Regions from separate parts of the Hordeum vulgare genome. Here region 2 is linked to region 1. The links are chromatin contacts, called in public Hi-C maps. All regions are on one chromosome and are shown on one strand. Each heading gives the region's core, a stretch centred on a gene start, on an enhancer-like site or on the middle of the called end of the contact. The rest is flanking DNA. Distances are from core to core; before and after follow the strand shown. Region 1 holds the start of LOC123447883 (pentatricopeptide repeat-containing protein At3g12770-like). Region 2 holds the start of LOC123447887 (alcohol dehydrogenase 1).

Region 1 (5,064 bases), core at 1,310-3,809:
GGGTGCAGCAGCTCGGCGGAAGAGGGCAGGGGCGCCCCCGCGACGCGATTCCGCCTGTAGATTTGGCCGGAATCGCCGACGGCGGACGGGCAGAACCAATGGCGGGCGGGCGGCGGAAGAGGGTGGGGAAAGGGCGCGGGCTGAAATGTCCCTCCCGTCAACCGCTTTCCTGAGATACGAGACACCATAGGGGCGAGGGGGAAACATGTGTTTTCGCGGGTCGGGAGGGGACTTTGCCGCGTCCTTTATTTTTTTTATGGATCGAACGCGTTTGAGGGGTCTAATCGGGCAACATTTTTTACATCAACCCATATTTTAACGATTATTTTATGAGTCGTGGTTTTATACGGGGTCTGTTCTGTTAGACATGCTCTCATCATTATCACTAGTAAAAGTGCCCGTGCGTTGCATTGGGTTAGATTGTCAATTTTCGAATATTTGAAACATGACTGAATATTTTTCTAAATCTTTGTATCCGTATATAAAAATAGACACACCGATATATAAAAACGAAATGGTCGAAAGAGTTGCTCATAAATATAATGAACTGTGCAATGATAATATTTTTCTCTGACTCACAATTCCTTCCATCCTTACATTCCATAATAATTTCTCGTAACAATCCTCCCTCTAATAGGGGGCAATTCCTTTTATAGCCCGCAATTTTCTTTCACACGACACGTATGCAACATCATACCTTGATTACTCGCGAATATATTTAAACCGATCTGATTAAATATACGGGAAGAGGTGGGGATATTTTCTTTTTTGTGCTATATGCTGAGGATCAATATGTAAGTGCTTTTACCTAGTACCCTTTTTTGTCTATCAATTAAACAAAGGCATGCGAACTTGGACATAATATAATGAGATATATATATGACGAAACCCGAATCGGCCTAAAATTATAAGTTCAAAAGGTTCATTTTGCATATTAGTACATAACCTACGCACTGCATACAACGAAGCATCTCTTCTAGCATTTCGAGCTACTATTGTTTCATGATGGAGAATGAAACCTTAATGGACTACGATGTCAAACCAACATGTAAATCCAATCAAATGATAGCATGGACAAAGAAAACTACAAGTATCCGTCTGCCCTGAACTCCTAAAATGAACACATCACCTTCAAAATATCCTCAAACCCCTTTTGGTGCCTACCACACAGCACCTCCAAATATAGAGTGCGATGCCACAATCTGTGTAAATACACTATCCGATACACGAATAAACGCATGTTTAACATGCTTCAGAATCAATATGAACAAAGCATTGACCGATTAACGATCTACAAGCTAAAACATGGCTTCAGCTTTGACTTCAGATTCAACCTAGCATCAGCCCCATAAATGTAGTGATAAATCTGAAGTTCTTTTGGTTTTGGAAGTGATAAATCTGAAGTTTTTTCTGTTTTGTTTTGAGAAATGACAAATCTGCAGCCATGGCAGAGAGAATCAGTATACCATCGCGCAGTATCACGGGAAAGCAGCAGCGAGGTGCATACCTGACGGCTTGAGCGCGGGGATGGCGAGGTCCTCCTCGCCGTAGATGTGGCGGAGGGGAGCAACGGTGATGGGCAGGGAGGGCATGGCGGAGAGCTTGAAGAGCTCCTCCCTCCAGACCCACATGGTGGAGGACATTGCGGAGTTGGCGGCGCGGAGGGAGGACTTGCGGGCCTCCAGCTCCTCGATCTCGCCCTGCTGCTCCGACGACCGGAACACCAGCGCCACGAACGAGCCCAGCAGCAGCGCGCTCGTCACCTTCTCGGGCAACGACGATCTCTTCTTCGGCGAGGTTGACGACGACCACGGCGGCAGGGCGCGGCGAGTGCGTGGAGGTGGGGAGATTTTAGGGCGTCGCCGCCAAGCCAAGTCCGACCACGATGGCGTTGACGCCGCCCATCCTCCCCCTGCCTTTCCACCAGCGCAGGATCGTCTGCCGGGCCACGCCGCACCATGTGGGCCGCCGTTCGGTGCGAGCTCACCGTCGCCACCGCCTCCTACGCGGCGCCCGCGATCGCTCCCGAATTCGTGGCCGCAGTCCGCCTCTGCCTCCCCACCGGCGCAGGCTCCTCCCTCCGGTGCGAGCTCGCCGCCGCCACCGCATCCTCCGTCGCGGCGCCCGCGACCGCTCCTGGATCCAACGAGGAGCGCCGCGGCCATGAACTTGGAGTTCAAGCCCCGCCACTGGACCTCCTCCCGCGCCTCCTAGATCACCTCCACGCCATCCCCGAATATGGATCCGTCCCCTGCTGCGCCTCCTCGACCGGATCTGGCGAAGATCACCGTCGCATCCGACGTCGTGTGCATCGCAGCCACACTCAAACCTCCAGCTCAACTTTAAAAAGGGACTATGGATCGAATACCGTAAACTATAAGGACTTACTTGCAAATTCATGAACGAAACGTTTTCCTCACTTAAAAAAGACTGCGGGTTGATTAACTGAAAAAATGAGGGATTTTTTGCAACATGACGGGTTTTCCGACAAAAGATTAGGTAAAGATTGACAAAAACAAACGCATAGAAGCCTTGCCCGACCGCCTGCTACACACACAAAAACCCGAAGTAGTGTACACCTCAAAGCGGCGGCCTCCAAGATGCCGCCGCCTAACGCCGGCCGTCTCTCCGACCTCGTTCGGCGCTGCGCCGCCGCCAAGGATCTAATCGCCGGCGGGAAGCTCCACGCACAGGCTCTCGTCGGTGGCCACCTACCCCAAGCCACCCTCGAGACGGACCTGGTCCTGCTCTATTGTCGCTGCGCTGCCCTCTCCAGCGCCCGCAAGGTGTTCGACGCGATGCGTTCTCCGTCCATGCACGCGTACAACATCCTCCTGGCCGCCTCCCCGCCCCTCTTAGCTCTTGAACTACTCTCGGGCCTCCTCGACGCCGGTTTCCGCCCTGACTGCTATGCTGTCCCTGCGGCGCTCCGGGCGTGCGCCGAGCTCCAGGACCCACTTCTTGGCGCCGCACTCCACGGATTTACCGTCCAATTAGGGTTCCTCTCCAATGTTGTTGTCTCCAGCGCACTTCTTGACATGTACGCCAAGGCTGGTCTCCTGGTCAATGCTGCGAGGGTGTTCGACGAGATGCCAGAAAGAGACTCTGTTGTGTGGAATTGCATGCTAACTGCTTATGCAAGGGCTGGAATGGCAGCCAAAACCCTTGAGCTCTTCAGAAGGGCTCAAGTGGAGGCGGTGAACATGGCGAGCGATCTGCGGGCCGTGCCGAGCGTGCTAAATGTCTGCGGAAAGGAAGGAGAGATGATGAAGGGGAGAGAAATACATGGTAGGATGGTGCGAAGCCTTGCATTCGACTTGGATGTCCCAATTGGGAACGCGTTGATCGACATGTATGCAAAGTGCGGGCAAGTGGACGCGTCACAAGCAGTGTTTGCAGGCATGCAGGAGAGGAATGTGGTGACCTGGTCGACACTGATATCTTGCTATGGTGTCCATGGGAAGGGAAAAGAGGCATTGCGTGTGTACAAGGAGATGTTATCTCAGAGACTGAAGCCGAACTGTATCACCTTCACATCTGTCCTTTCAAGTTGCAGCCATTCAGGGCTCGTGACTGATGGCCGGATGATCTTTGAGTCAATGAGGAAGGTTCATGGTGTAGAGCCCACTGCTGAGCACTATGCGTGTATGGTGGACCTCTTGGGGCGTGCTGGAGCCATTGAAGAAGCTATCGGGCTTATAAAGAAGATGCCTATGGAACCTTGTGCTACTGCATGGGGAGCTCTACTCGCTGCTTGTGCCATGCATAATAATGTCGATGTTGGAGAGATTGCGGCATATAGGCTGTTTGAGTTAGAAAAAGGCAATGTCAGTAACTATATCACTCTCTCTGGAATTTATGGTGCAGTTGGTCAGTCTGATGGTGCTGCAGGATTAAGATTAAGGATGAAGGAACTTGGCATGGTCAAGACGCCTGGTTGCAGCTGGGTTGATGTGAAGGGAAGAGCTCATGCCTTTTACCAAGGGAGCATCCCGAGTTATTTGAGGAGACAAATGCTTTGGATTTTAGATCGGTTACGTAAGGATATGGGCAATTGAGAATCTGAATATGAGCATGCTGACCAGTAGTACAGGCCGACTTAGCACTGAAGTTGGTATGGTTAAGTCATCTACTACCGCAGTCAGATATTGGTTTGAGGATAAAGCAGTAACCAGCCTTAATTGTTACCATGAGTTCACATGAGCAATTATTTTAATTAACGAAGGAGTTCTGGTAAATGTGGACGCTTGTGGCTTTGAATATTTTTGTGGTGAATATCTGAACCATGATACTGTGAAGATGAAGCGGTGATTGGGTGAGAATGCTGCTGGTTCTTCGGTTTGAGGCTACGACTGTCTGCTCTTAAGTGACTTCCACAGTTGTACTGGTGTACCACATCCACATGTCTGATCGGATTGTATAACACATGAGTCACATGTTCTGAATTGCGGCAAAAGCAGTTGCGTGCAAATTTGTTAACGGCGGTAAGCTGGATGCAAGAAAAATTGCAACTGAAAAGAACGAGCATTATGTTCTTCAGTCATCTGCTTTGAAGCTGACAAAGCAAATCTGAACTGAAGGTAAAATTATGTTATATTTTTATTAAGTTTCAATTCTTGTTGGAATTCTATAGTCTGCACTGAATCTACTGCCATCAGTGATACAAAATTTCATGGCAGAATATGTGGACATCACAAAGAGAATCATTAGGCCCATAGACAGTACCAAGAAAGAATTTGCTTGGGGGCAAAGCGATGAAGGCAGTGACCAACTGGCCATTTTAATCAAGCCTGTAACCTCCAGAAAGGGATTGGTACAGTAACCATGGTTTTTTGTGCCTGGTTGCATGATTATAATCAGATTTGTAAGCTAATCAGTGGTACTTTTGCTTAGACCCTTTATCTGTAATTAAGTTCAGTCTTCTGAACAATTTCTTTTATCTCTGACTAGCAAAAGGGCCCGTGCGTTCCAACGGGAGAAAAAAATATCCCACTTTCTTAATTTTTTTTTTAAAAAGGTTTATAATCTGACTATTTTTAGCTACGACCCAAACAAAGATGATGT
Region 2 (5,064 bases), core at 976-3,475, 370 kb before region 1:
ATCATCATTAAGCATAAGGAATAACTATTTTCCTCGTGTGAAGATACACACCTGCTGAACTGGCTTGGTGTGATCTTTCGGGTTCACAAATTCCGTGCAGCCAAACTTCCTAGCTGAAAATGGACAAAATAGAAAATCTTAGGAACTTCTCAAAACAACAAATATAACCTCATGAATAGTAAAATCAGGAGTATTTACCCTCTTCAAATCTGCTGGCGTTCAGGTCAACACCAATGATCCTTGATGCACCTGCAATCCTTGCACCTTCTGCAGCCTAAATCATACAAATATGAAGGGCAAATAGATGCAAGTCAGATGCATGTACCGATTGCAATTGCAGAACAATCAAGGGAGGGATTAGGACACTTACAGCAAGGCCAACAGCTCCTAGCCCAAATATCGCCACTGTGGAACCCTTTGGTGGTTTTGCAACATTAATTGACGCGCCAAGACCTAAAAAAAAGAATGGCAGCTCAGCATCTCGAGATAAGCTGTAGCCATAAGAAGCATACTACAACAGCAATACAAGTCAACTTACCAGTGCAAATACCACAGCTAAGAACACAGACTTTATCAAGGGGAGCCTCAGGGTTGATCTTGGCAACACAACCGACATGCATGACAGTGTACTCACTGAAGGTGGAAGTCCCTACGAAATGGTAAATCGGCTTGCCGCCAATAGAGAAGCGCGACTTGCCATCCCCGATCATCACACCTCTGTCGGTGTTGATCCTGAGCAGATCACACATGTTGCTCTCCGCAGACTTGCAATGTGGGCATTCCTTACACTCCCCAGTGAACACAGGGAGGACGTGGTCACCAGGGGCAACATCAGTCACGCCCTCTCCAACACTCTCCACTATGCTGTGAACATAAATAAGTTCAGGAGACGTGCAGCAGATAAATTTGACCAGAAATACCATATAAAAGGACTTCATGTCCGAGACACCTCAGATAAATAAAGAGATGGATATGGCAAGTCAACTAAAGCAACATGGAACAAACTCCTGATGTATCTTCACATGAGAAATAAGTTTAGGGGACGTGCAACATATAAATTGGACCAGAAAATCTATATAAAAGGACTTCATGTCCGAGCACCTCAGATAAATAAAGAGATGGATAGATATAGGAAGTCAACTAAAGCAACATGGAACAAACTCCTGATGTATCTTCACTTGTTTGAGAATCCTAGTACCAATTTACGATATTGACCTGTGTCTCCACAGTTACTCTATCAAGATTCAACGACAGTGACGCCACTACGATTCAGACAACGGCAATTATTCAGTAATAGTTTACACAGGTAGCACAGTTCTTATGATTGCTTCGCATGTTTTCAGTTCTGTGGTCGACCTATTCTCTGTCAACAAACAATTAGCACAGGCTGAAATCTGGAAATCCTAGAGGAGAGCATGAACTGAACGTATTAACATCATTGTAAACATGCATAGACAGAGTAGTAGTAGTAGTAGTAGTTCATCAAGGAAGGTGGTTGAGACTTGAGAAACATACCCTCCAGCTTCATGGCCGAAGATCCGAGGGAACATGGGGGTCTGCCCCTGAGCAACAGAGGCCACGGAGGCGCAAGTCAACCACAAAATCGACGGGCGAACATAATTACTGGCCGGAAGCAAGTGTAACAGCCGGTGGCCGGCATGCGTACCTTGGCCTCCCAGAAGTAGACGTCGGTGTGGCAGAGGGAGGTGAAGAGGATCTTGACGCGCACCTCCATGGCCTGCGGCGGCGCCACCTCCACCTCCTCCATGGTCAGCGGCTTCCCGGCCTCCCACGCCACCGCGGCTGCGACCGCGGACAGATCCAGGGAAAGGGCGTCAGAACGGCTTCCAGTGAGGCCTAGGGAATGCCGGGAGGGGGGAGAGGAGGATGAGGCACGGACCTTTGCACTTGATCACCTTGCCGGCCGTCGCCATCTTTCTCTGTCGCTTCGCGTCGCCTTGAATCGAAAAATTCTGTGAGCCCGGAATCGAAATCGAGAACTGATCTCTCACTTCACAGGATCAAAAATCCGTGTGGGGGAACCGAGTGTGGGGAGGCCGGGCTATATATGGGTCCTAAAGCGAGGGAGGGTGCGGTTTCGCCACGTCTGGCTGGCTGCCTGGCTGCGTCCCTGTTCTTCTTGGGGAGGAAACCAGGGGCGGGCGGCGTGGCGCCGAAACCGGGGCTCATGCCTCCACCTGGAAGCTGTAATGCGGCCGCGGTTTGTCTCGCTCGCTCCTCGTTGCGGGGTGTCGGGGCCCATGGCGTGGGATCGTGGGCGGCGGGTACAGCGGGGCACGCATGGACTCACACAGGTGTGTGCCACGAAAATTGTTTCGGATTCGAGAGGCCACGCGGATGTGGAAGAAGGGAAAAAGCAAAACCTTCCATCTTTCTTCTAAACACAATATAAAGGCAAGCACTTATGTACAAATGCTTATATTTATCTTTACTAGCAAAAGGATCGTGCGTTGCAACAGGAGAAAAAAATACCACACGTTTTAATCTTTTTATAATTATTTTGATTTATTAAAATAATAAGCTAACTAACTAATGTAGTCAGTCCTATCCTATTTTAGAAATCAACCCGTCCATTGTTAATTCCACCATGATGAGAAATTGAGCGGGACAAGCAAAGCAAAACAAAGAGGCTACGTGAATTGATCAATGTACGGTTATCTTATTTCACTCATGGGGTAGAGGATGTGGGATCAGATAACAAACTGAAGGTGGTGTTCCATTCTCTGTCTCTACAACAATACAATCTTACATTCAATACATTCATTCATCAGCAAACAAATCTCCACAAAACAAAATTTCTTGCCGGTGCTTGGCACACGGTTGGAGGCATGGGGATGGGATCTCACCAGATGATGAGTTCCTGCCGGAGGAGGGGATACGATGAGGGGAGCAAGGGTTAGGCGCCTTTATCTGGCCATAAGGAGTCGCCGTTGCCGCGCCATAACCTCGGAGTTCCCCATGTGAGCCATGGAGGCCCGCCTCCACCTGCAAGTACTTCGCTCCACCGTGCTGCCGTCGTTCTGCATCGAGCAGACGCATCATCCCAAGTCACTGTAGTTGTCGCGTTGATTTGATCCAGAAGCTGTGCTCGAGCGCCGAAACGGGGGCAGCAAGCGGGCAGAGGTACGACCATGGAGGCGGGTGGGTTGAGATCGACAACTGTGGTGGTTGAGGTCGGCCGCGGCGGCGAGTGGTGTGGCAGCGGCCTGGGCACATGCCAGGGTGGACCAGGGTCGACGCAATGCTCTCGAGCGCCGCAACGGGGGCAGTGAGTGGGGAGAGGTACGGCCGTGGAGGCGGATGGATTGAGATCGACAGCATTGATGGTTGAGGTCGGCCGTGGCGGCGAGTGGTGTGGCAGCGGCCTGGGCACAGGCCAGGGTGGACCAGGGTCGACGCGATGCTCTCGAGCACCGCAACGGGGGCAGTGAGTGGGGAGAGGTACGGCCGTGGAGGCGGGTGGGTTTGAGATCGGCAAGGATGGCGGTTGAGGTCGGCCGCGGCGACGAGTGGTGTGGCGGCGGCCTGGGCACAGGCCAGGGTGGCCCAGAGTCGACGGGAGGAGGCGATGCGTACGGGTATAATTTTTACAGTGAATCGTTTTTTCTTTTGCGTTCCAGATAAATAATGAAGCGCGGGTTGAATAACAAAAATTAAGAGGCTTTTTTATAAAAATACCACGGTAGGTTTTCCGACCGAAGCAATAGCCGCTTTATTATTAGGTATATCTTTATAAATGAACATACGTATATCCTATCTCTATGAACATCTTTAAGAGATTAATCGGGTTTGAAATTTACGAAGTTATCATAGACACCTCATCATCGACGGAAACGTCCCATTCCACTGAATGCGCGTCATCGGAAATTCTAAAATAAATGCAGAAACAAATGCGAGCATCAAGATTTGAATCTGATAAGCTGAGGATGTGAGTCTCTCTAACCATCCAAACACAGGTTGATTCACACTTTTCATCACTCTTAAACCATGTATGGCGTATTTTATTCGTCAAAGTATACATTATTAAAAGAATGTTTTCTACATCAGCAAAAACACTCAACTCCAACATATCATGTAAAATAGGACACTAATGCATGACATAAAGTTATAGCATCTCTAATAGACCATTTATATCACAAACCCTTATAACCCGTTTACACATAGCGGTTATCTTTGGATACGGGCGAAAATATGAACCCGTAAAATTTGAAAGCATACATTCACACGAGAAATTAAACTAGTTCAGTAAAACTACTAGCACTTGATCATCTTAAAAAGTCATACATAGTAGAATTTCTACAACTAATATTTGAAGGAGCACGCATCACTATAACCCTAATTACAAAATTGGGCTCACCGGAGCCCGAGGGTTGCGGCGGCAACGCTGCGGCGACGGAGGAGCTCAGTCCTCGTTGTCAGAAACGAGGTCGACATAGACCTCATCCCGCTTCTCGGCTATACGGCACCGCTCTTCCATGTTGGCTGCGAACTCCTGCATCGTCGCGATCCCTTGCGCGAGGAAGATTCTGTCGATGTCGGCGTCTCGTCGATAGCGTTGATCCTCCTCCTCCTCCCGCGCAGAGCATGCAACGATGGTGGCCTCCATGACATCCGCCTTCGCCGGGGGGGGGGGGGGGTAATCCTCCGGTTCGATGACGCCCCGCAACTCCATCTCCGCCTGCGGCTCCCTATTCACTGCACGGAGCGATGAGAGGTCTTCTAGCTCTCTTTTGATCGGCATGAAAAGCATCCATGAGCTCGAGACATAGGCGAAGGAGCTTCCCGCGGCAGAGGAACCGATGGAGCCATGGCGGAGGAGCGCCTGTGTAATGCCCCAAGTGTAGGTCTTTCCCTTTTTGTAACCTTCCTTGTGGGGCCACCTTGTCAGAGATAGTGATGTTATTATTTTGTGCCATGATTTCATGTGTGTTCCCTAGTGCTTACTTCCCTTGCATGCATGCACTACATATCATCCCTTGCCATGCCTATGTTTGTATGTCAGGATCATGCTTGCATATGCTCTTACTAGGGGTGAGTAGTGGG

What was found. Hi-C and Micro-C count contacts between places; a contact is called where the count stands out from the background.
Region 2: a contact with region 1 is called in a Hi-C map of seedling, with 3 times the contacts expected there. The contact joins the promoter of LOC123447887 here to the promoter of LOC123447883 in region 1. A contact is called at or near these places in 1 of 6 Hi-C or Micro-C datasets (seedling) and 1 of 1 datasets of contacts at active chromatin or transcription factors (embryo).

Annotation. Positions count from the first base shown.
Region 1 is chr4H:62,688,773-62,693,836 of MorexV3_pseudomolecules_assembly, reverse strand. LOC123447883 (pentatricopeptide repeat-containing protein At3g12770-like) reads left to right here and starts at 2,559. Exons shown (of 2, transcript XM_045124597.1): 1 at 2,559-4,580. The coding sequence starts at 2,601. The coding sequence ends at 4,058.
Region 2 is chr4H:63,059,397-63,064,460 of MorexV3_pseudomolecules_assembly, reverse strand. It overlaps LOC123447887 (alcohol dehydrogenase 1), which reads right to left and starts at 2,225. Exons shown (of 10, transcript XM_045124602.1): 1 at 1,901-2,225; 2 at 1,667-1,803; 3 at 1,516-1,562; 4 at 539-864; 5 at 371-453; 6 at 199-274; 7 at 52-113. The coding sequence starts at 1,934.